Regions from separate parts of the Pan troglodytes genome. Here region 1 is linked to region 2. The links are chromatin contacts, called in public HiChIP or PLAC-seq maps. All regions are on one chromosome and are shown on one strand. Each heading gives the region's core, a stretch centred on a gene start, on an enhancer-like site or on the middle of the called end of the contact. The rest is flanking DNA. Distances are from core to core; before and after follow the strand shown.

What was found. HiChIP or PLAC-seq counts read pairs in DNA pulled down with a chosen protein or histone mark.
Region 1: a contact with region 2 is called in an H3K4me3 HiChIP or PLAC-seq map of stem cell-derived excitatory neurons, with 7 times the contacts expected there. The contact joins the enhancer-like site here to the promoter of IER5L in region 2. A contact is called at or near these places in 4 of 7 Hi-C or Micro-C datasets (blood, induced pluripotent stem cells and stem cell-derived neural progenitor cells), 1 of 1 datasets of contacts at active chromatin or transcription factors (stem cell-derived excitatory neurons) and 1 of 1 other capture datasets (stem cell-derived neural stem cells).

What each region holds. Positions count from the first base shown.
Region 1 is chr11:9,316,777-9,320,888 of NHGRI_mPanTro3-v2.0_pri, reverse strand. It overlaps PTPA (protein phosphatase 2 phosphatase activator), which reads left to right. Exons shown (of 11, transcript XM_016961826.3): 10 at 3,744-3,851. Among named protein-coding and RNA genes, the nearest start is that of CRAT, 29 kb to the left of the region's middle. Within about 2 kb of position 1,403, at least 22 of the 24 cell types and tissues checked have an H3K27ac peak or open chromatin away from gene starts, as enhancers often do. A contact at or near this core is called in induced pluripotent stem cells, stem cell-derived excitatory neurons, stem cell-derived neural progenitor cells and 1 more, where this site is marked.
Region 2 is chr11:9,279,334-9,283,445 of NHGRI_mPanTro3-v2.0_pri, reverse strand. IER5L (immediate early response 5 like) reads right to left here and starts at 2,179. Exons shown (of 1, transcript XM_016946388.3): 1 at 1-2,179. The coding sequence starts at 1,970. The coding sequence ends at 762.

The sequences.
Region 1 (4,112 bases), core at 154-2,653, 38 kb before region 2:
GCTCTCCGTCCGGGCTGTGTATTCTGAGCCCCCGACGAGGTGGAGAAAGCTGGGTTATAACCAGCAGCCTTGGCTCCGGGCTCTTCCTGGTCAACATTCGGCTCAGGCTTCTGCCAAACTCCAGAGGCCAGAGGGGAATGACACATTTTTTCCAAGTCAGCAAATGGAGCTGGGACTGACGGCTGGGCGGCCACCACTTCATTCCCGGAGATCTGCTGCCTTCAGCAGTGTGGCAGGCCCAAGGTCGGGAGGACTTGGGGGCAGCCTGGCTCACTGCCTTGAAAGCCAGTCACGCGCTGCTCTCTGTGGAGTGGAATGTGGGGGTCTGCGGAGCCCTGGGGGACCTCAGGATAAGCTGGAGGAGCAGGGTGGGAAGAAGGGTGCAGATGCCACACTGAGTTCTTGGGTGTGGCTGAAAGGCTGAGCTGTTTGGGCTCCCCTGGCGGCTGGCCAGGCCTCTGGGTCCCTGTCGATATTCTAACTAGGAGGCATGCCAGGCCTGGCCTCCAGGATTTTGGGAATTGATTCCATGGTAAAATTTTGTCTTTAGTTGGGTGGTTGATTTTGTTGGTATAAACACCCCAAAAGCTTTTCCAAAGTTTGGGACCCAGTTCCTCCACTAGAGGAAATCTCAAAGTAGTCACTAGGTGGCAGGAGAGGCACACTGAACTTGGAGAGGGTTTGGTGACATTTATTTGAGGCAGCAGAAGGAACAGGGAGGGGAGGGCGTGCCTAGAGTTGTTGGCTGTTCCGCACCTTCTCCACAGGTCCGGGTTTTCACTTTGGGTCTAGGCTCTTGGGCATGGTGTTCAACAGTAGACCCTAGGAGGAGTGTGCCCAGGAGCCGGGGTGGCTGCAGCAAGGGCCCATCTTGCCACGTGGCCGCTGGTTGCAGCACACGTTGTGTTGGTTCTCCAGAGCGCCCACCCTCTTCCACCTCGGAGCAGTGAGCAGCATTTTGCAGCCCCTAGTTGGTGAGTGGCCTGGCCTAGCTCACTCGGGACCTGGAGGCTTGCATGGAGTTCTGTACGCCTTGCTTGGGAAGGAGGCAGTGTTTCCTCTGGAGACCCTGGATTCACCATGGTGCTCTTTTAACTGGGAGATTAAATAAAACACCAAGAACTTGGGAGTGGAATCAGGCAGCCCTTTCAGGGTCTCATGCCAAGACTGCCCTGATACCTGTGGGCATCCTAGGTGAGGGACCCCACCTTGCAGGGCCTCTACAGCCTCTGTAAATGCAGCCCTGGCGCCTTTAAGAGCCCAGGGCAGGCAGGAAAAGAATTTCAGTTTCAATCTGGCTTCTAAATTTGGAGTTTTGGGAAGGGAGGGATCAGATTTCAGCTGGAAGGGAAGGAGCTGACAGGAAGGCGCTGTGCAGAGCCTCCCCACCCCCGCCCATCCCCCCAGTTACTGACAGAGGAGCCATTTACAAAAGGCCGATTCTCTGGGGAGTGGAGAGGCAGGAACGCAGCGTCTGTGAGTAATTTCCTGCTCAATATGGCTGCTCTGACTCACACGATTCCCCTGGGGTCACTGCGGGCTGCAGCTCGCTCGCTCATTCTGGTTCTTTCTCTTCTCCCTTTGTGGCTAGAATGAGCTAATTTTTTTTTTGTCATCCAGCCCCGATTCCTTTTTCCCCCACTCGTCTGTTTTCCTTTGCCAGAGTTACAGGCAAAGGACTGTAACCTCCCTGAAGGACTTAGGGAGACCCTGGGGTACTGAAGGCCTGGGGGGCAGCCTGCAGCCCCTCCAAAGAAACTACCTCTCTGGCCTTTCTGTGTGTAGGGGCCCAGGGCCACTGGAGCTCCAGGACATGGGCCTAGCCCTGGCTCTGCCAGAGGCCTTTTGAGGATCTGTTCTTTGGCCCTGGTAGGTGAGGCTGGCCAGGAGGCAGGGGCTCTTGTCTTCCAGTGCCCATCTGCCTGCCTTTGCCTCGGAGCCCTTGCCGGGCAGGCCCCTGGCAGACAAAGCCGACAGGGTGCCTCCTGGTTGCTTGCTCAGAGGGCCCTGTCCAGAGAGTGAAACTGGTTACACAGCTTCATGCTCCCTGAGCTTTCCCGGGCCTGGAAGTGTGCACAGGGCTGGAGCCTGCAGACTGGGGAAGGGGTGGGGTAGGGGCTGGGGGTGGAGTGTGGTTGAGCAGGGCAGTTGAAACAAAGCTCCCCAGAGGTGAGGCCCCTGTGGGCTGGGGGTGCCTGGCTGCCCTCCTGGAGGAGAGAGCTTGGGGTGATTCTGAGTGAAGCCAGTGGTCCAAGACAAGGCCCCCAGGGACCAGAGTGGGCTTTGTCTCTGTCGGGTGCCTCGGGCTCTTGCCTGGCTGTGGTGGAGCCTGGGAGAGAAGAGGAGGGGAGGGAGGAGCCTGTTGTCCTTGCTCCTATACATGGGTGTTTGGATGGGCTTTTTGGGAACCTGGGCCAGGGGAGGGAAATGAGGGGGATAAAATGACAGGTTTTTTTTGACTTAAATCTTAAAAGTTTTGTCACAGTTGCCCTTACTAGAGAAGTAAGAGGCCTGCCAGGAGTGGGTCACCAGGTGGCAGCCCGTGGCTCAAGAGTGGGGGCTCCTGAGGGCTCTTGTGGTGAACTGATGCCCCTTTTTGGAGAGCGTTTCTGGCTTATCTTTTCTCCTTCAAAAAATAACCCAGCCTCCCCTGACACCCGCATGTTTCTAGAACCTTCCAAGTCTCTGTTTCTTTGCCAGATTCAGCCTCTTTGCAGAGTCTTCCCTCTACAGCATGGGTCTGGGGTGCAGAGCCCTGTTCACCTGTAAATGCTGCCTATGAGCTGGGGGGCTGTGTCGAGGGGAATTATGAACTGCTTGGTTAATAAATACAAATGTGCTGGACTCGCAGTGTCGGGGATATGCTCAGGCACACAGGCGTCCCTCTGTGGTTTCTGACGTCATGGGAACTTCATGCTGGCTGCAGAATCTTTCTCTTCCTTCCTGGAGGGTCAGACTCTTTGGCAAGAGGGAGGACCAGGAATGGAGCCGTCCTTGTGCCTGCCTCTTTCAGCTGCTGTGGCGGCCACCCCTTCCCCACCTCCTGGCCAGGCCAGGCTGGCTGCTGCTTCAGGCACCCCTGCCTCCCATCGGCCCTCTCTTCCCTGCCTGCATGGCAGGCAGAGGGCTGTCGGATACCTGGGTTTGGTCATACCCACCTTGGTCCTCTTGCAAATTGACCCTTTCCTCATCTCTTCTAGCTCTGCTGGTGGCAGGTGCAGACCACGTGTCCTGTGGGGGGGCCTGGGGGAGAGGGGGTGGGCCTGGAGGGGTGGGGCCCAGCTGCTGCTGCTGTTTATCTGAACCCAAGTGAATCCCTGTGCTGGAGAGGCGCTCTGAGGCTCCTGGGGAGTCGGTGGGAATGACACCAGAAGCTCAGGTGGAGATCTTATCTTCCTGAGGCTGCTGGATTTGGTGGGCGATAGGAATCAGGCCCCCTTTTTTTGGCTGTGGGAGAAAGAGGGGTGACTGTGGGTAGGTGGGCAAGGAATGTTATATTTTCCTAGCAGGCCTTGAGGGCCAAAGGGGAACCTTGTCTCTGGCACTTGCATGTGCCTGTTTGTATGTTTGCCCCTCGGGCAGATGCTATAGCTTGGTCCCCAAGTGTCTGCGCGTGCATTGTATGCGTGCGCGTTTGTGTGTGTGTGTGCGCGCGCATGCATGGGTGTGACTTTGCTGCAGGGGAGGAGGGATGAGCTCCCAGCCAGAACCTGTCTCTTCAGCTTGTGGCTTCTCTCTTTCAGATGAAGACTGGCCCATTTGCAGAGCACTCCAACCAGCTGTGGAACATCAGCGCCGTCCCTTCCTGGTCCAAAGTGAACCAGGGTCTCATCCGCATGTATAAGGCCGAGGTGAGTGGGGGCTGGCCAGTGTGCCCGTCCCTGCTGCCGCACTTGGTCCTGGGCTGGGGACAAAGCAAAAGATGTGGAGCCTGGGGCTCCTGCTTCCTCCTACCCCACTGTTCTGCTCTGAATCTTAGGCCAGCCCCTCTGACACTTGGGGCCTCAGAATCTCCCATCTGGGGCATGGGCAGTCAGAGAAGCACCAGCCACCCCAGCCCCGAAAAGCTGCAGCCCAGCTCTGTCTTGATGAGCTTGGAGGCTGAGGCAAGG
Region 2 (4,112 bases), core at 930-3,429:
CAAACAGTGTCCGAGAGTGTCGGGGTGTCAGGCGCCACCCCCGAGTCCGGGAGACGGGTGGAGGAGGGGAGGAGAACGGAGCCAGAGGGGCGGGGAGAAGAGGGGTTCAAGACACCCGCCCCGGGAAGAAAAGAAAAAAAAAGTTGAAGTGTTTTCATTTCTGCCTTCTCATTTTGAGAACTTTGGAGTCCGCCCCCAGAGAGGAAATGTGACCCAAACGTCCCTTTCGGAGATAGAGTTTGCCTTTGTTTTTGCTCAGAATTTCACAAGACCCATTCCTCACCCCACAGAGGGACTCGGGAGAGCGTTCAACGTCGGGCTTCCCGGGTCTGACAACTGATTGGAATCGGCTTCCCAGGTCCGGCGCCCTCCTGCGCTGCGCCCCCGGCGCGCCCCGGCGGCCAGGGCGCCCTGCCTCGCCCCCGGCTGCCCGGCACCTCCTCCGGGCAGCAGCCCTCCCTCACGTGGTAGGCTCCTCGCTAAACACCACTGCAATCACTACAATAAAAAGAAAAAAGGAGTAGGAGAAACACAAAGCATACTTAAATAGGCGCTTTTTCTCTCTGCAAAAATAAAGTCCAAGATTTTAGATTTTTTTTTTTATTTTACAATTTATAAAACATCAGCCGCCTGCCCCCGCTCGCCCCCAGCTCAGCCCCGAGTGGCCCGGCGCCCGCTCGTTCCCTCCTCTCGCCCCTTTGCCGAGTCTTTGTCTGGCCCCAGCCCCGCGGGGCCCCGGGTCCCTGTGCCCTCGGGGGTCCCTAGAAGGCGACAATGGCTCGAGTCCAGGCGCCGAGGCTGGCGAGCGCCTGCTTGGCGCACAGCTGCCCGTTGAGCGGCGGCGGCTGCTCCGAGGAGTCCGGCTGTCGGCTCACCAGCCCCGAGAAGCCGGAGCCAAAGATGGAGATCAAGTTTGAGATGTTGGACGCGTCCGGGGACGAGTCCGGGCAGAAGTCCTCGAAGCGGGCGCGCTTGCAGGGGGCGAACGGGGCGCCCCCGGGGGGCTCGGCCCCCAGCTCGCCCGCGTCCTCCTCGTCGTCTTCCTCCTCCTCCTGGCCAGGGTAATACTTGCGCTTGCAGCCGGCGGCGGACGCCAGGCCCGGTCCCGGAGCGCCCTGGCCACAGCAGGGGCAGTGGGCGGAGGCGCAGCAGTCCTGGTGCAAGTAGCCGTTCTCCACCGTGGTCACCACGTGAGTGTCTAGGTCCAGCACGGTGGTCTGGCTGCTGCAGTGCAAGCCGAAGTCCGAGGGGGTAGGGTATGCGCCCCGGTAGAAGCCGGGGGAGGAGGCGGGGGCCGGGGAGGCGGGCGGAGAAGCGGCGGCGGCCGGAGGGGCGGCCCCTGGGGGCGCGGAGGGCGCGGAGCAGGCGGCCGGGGCGCGAGGGTCCCGCGGGCAGAGCGCAGCGGGCGCGGGCGGCGGCAGCGGCAGCGGCGCAGGACCCGGCTGCAGAGGCTCCAAGGGCTGCCCGCGGTGGGGCGCGCCGTGCGGCGGCTGGAGCGCGGCGCACCCGGGCAGCTCCGAGAGCGCCCCCGCGCCGCCCGCGGGCGCTCCGGCCGCCGCCGCCGCCGCGCAGCCCCTGGGCGCCGGGTGCTGGTGCTGGTGCAGCTGCTGCTGGAGGTGCAGCTGGTGGAGCTGGTGCAGCTGGTGCCGGGCGGCCGGCTCGCGCGCCTCCGCGTCCCCGCCGCCGCCAAGTTGGAGCGGGCCGAAGTCGGCCGCGCTGGCCGGCATGCCCGGCGCCGCGTACGCTAGGTGCTGGTGCTGGTGGTGGGGCGGCTGCTGCTGTTGCTGCTGCTGCTGGCGCCGGTAGAGCTCGGCGTAGCGCTCGCTCAGGTAGAGCTGGCGCGCGTTGCGGAGCACGTAGGACACCAGGAGGTTCTTGTGCAGCTTGATGCCGCCGCGCTGGGTTCGGGAGCTGTGGATCTTGCGCAGGGAGATGCTGATCAGGCTCTGGGCGTCCAGGGCGCACTCCATGCTCCCGCGGAGACGGCGGCGGAGCAGCCGCCGCTGCTGCTGCTGTTAACGCTTCTGCTGTTTCTGCCTCCAGCCGGCCGCCGGGGCGCGCCGGGCAGGGGTAACGGAGTCCGGGTCAGAGGTTCGGCTGCGCTCCGAAAGGAGCCGCCACCATGCGCCGCGCGCCACCCGCGGGCTCGCGCTCCCCAGACGGCGCCAAAGCAATGAGTCTCGGCCGGCCCCGGCCCCAGCTATTTAGCCGGGTGCCCCGGCCCCGCCCCACATGAGAAGAGCCAATAGGAGCTCTGAGAGTCTCCTGAGTGACAGGCGCAGCCCGCCCCGGGGCTACTCGGCTGGCCAATCAGACCAAGGCGGTTCCTTTGTGCTATTCAAATACCGAACGGACCCCCGGCCTCCAACGCCGCTGCTGCCTCGAATGTTCTCCTGGGGCTGCCGCGCCGCGCGGGACTCGGAGCCTCCGGGGCCGCAGTCTGCAGCATAGGTCGCCTGGCAGCGGCCACGTTGAAGCCCGCGGCTGCCCTCGCCTTAGGTCCCGGGAGCCGGGGGTCGGCTCACCTGAGTGCTGCGGCGACGGCTCCTCCCCTTGCCGCACGGCTGGGCCTCACCTGCGGCAGGTGCGCGCCGCTCATCGCTTCCCCGGCCGCGCGGCGCCTCCACCTGCGCACCTGTCGCCCCCCCGAGTGACCCGCGGGAGTCAAGGCCTCTCTACAGGAGGCTGGTGGAGCCGCCGGCTTGACACTGGGGAACATCAAAGGAGCGAGGTTTTGGGGGTACCCTCTACCGCAGAGAATGTAGGGCCTGACTCCTTGACTTTTTGGTCGCGGGGCCTCTGGGAATGCTTGCGGAAGGGAAGTCCTCCCCATTTGTCTGACAGGAAAAACCAAAACATCGTGAATTTTGACCTTCTCTGATGGAGAGAGTTCCGAGGCCAGGCATGACCCAGGGAGTGTGTGGACCTCGCGACCAGCTGAGGCTCAAAGGCGTCCTGAGAGCCGAAACGCTGAGTGCCCTAATCACCAGCTCTGTAACCTTTCCTTTCGTGCCTAACTAATAATAATGACAATAGGGACTATTATTATGGGCCTAATATGGGGCAGGCCCTTCCCAGCAACTCCCCAATGCCTCACTCTAACGTTTGTAGAGGAGGGGCCTGAGGCTCGGAGGAGTGGAGTGACTTGGGGAACCACACAGTTCCCAGGGGGCGGAGCTAGGAGCTGGGACAGGACCCTGCGCTCCAGACGGGAGGTGAATACCAAAGGCCCGGGGACTCACCGACTTAACTTCTGTTGACACAGCTTTCCTTCTTATCCTGAACCCTTCAGGTCCCAGCTGGGGACTGAGACAGTGGGAGAAGAGAGGGACAGGATTGCTGATTCCTGGGGGCGCTCTATCTGGACCAAGAGGCCTGAAGGGGGCTGGTTGCTGCTCCCAGGGGTTTCAAAGGTGCCTGGGGTGGGGGCTGCCCAGACAGCTCTGGAGGCTCTTGGAAATGGTCTGGAGGTTGGCCTGAGGAGGGTCCATGAGTGGATCCCTGAAGGATGAACGAGGTCTGCAGAGTCTCCCAGAGATAGGTGGACCTTGTGGGGCTGGACTCAGGGGAGGCCCATGACCAGACGTCCTGCTGCTTCACCGCCTCCTCAGGGGATCTTCTGAGTCTCTGCTTTTTGGGGCTTCCTTCTGAGTTCTCAGCACCTACTTCATCCCTTGGCGGGAGTGGAGAGACCCACTAGCCCACCCTGTGGTCTCTGGGTCTTTCTTTAGTCTTAAGAATTTCCAAGATTTCTGCAAAAGTTTCTTAGCATCTACTCCATGCCAGGCGTTGAGAGTGAAGACAGAGTTAGCGGGTGTTTACTTCATTTTTCCGATGAGGAAACTCGGACACTGACAGCGTGAGACTTGCCCAAGATCACATGGCCCCAGGGCTGGTGCTGTGTCCTTTCCCTTGGCCCCCTCGAACAGTCTCAAACGGTTTGGGCCCCTGTGACCAACAGCACCTCTCCAGGCCTCCTCCCAGAGAAGCCAGGATTGAAATTTCAGGGGACTTCAGATAAAGGATGTCCTACCTACATTTTATTGGTGATACAGACCTACAGGCTGTGGAACTTGCTCAGGTGATAACACGTAGAAGTAAAAATACACTGC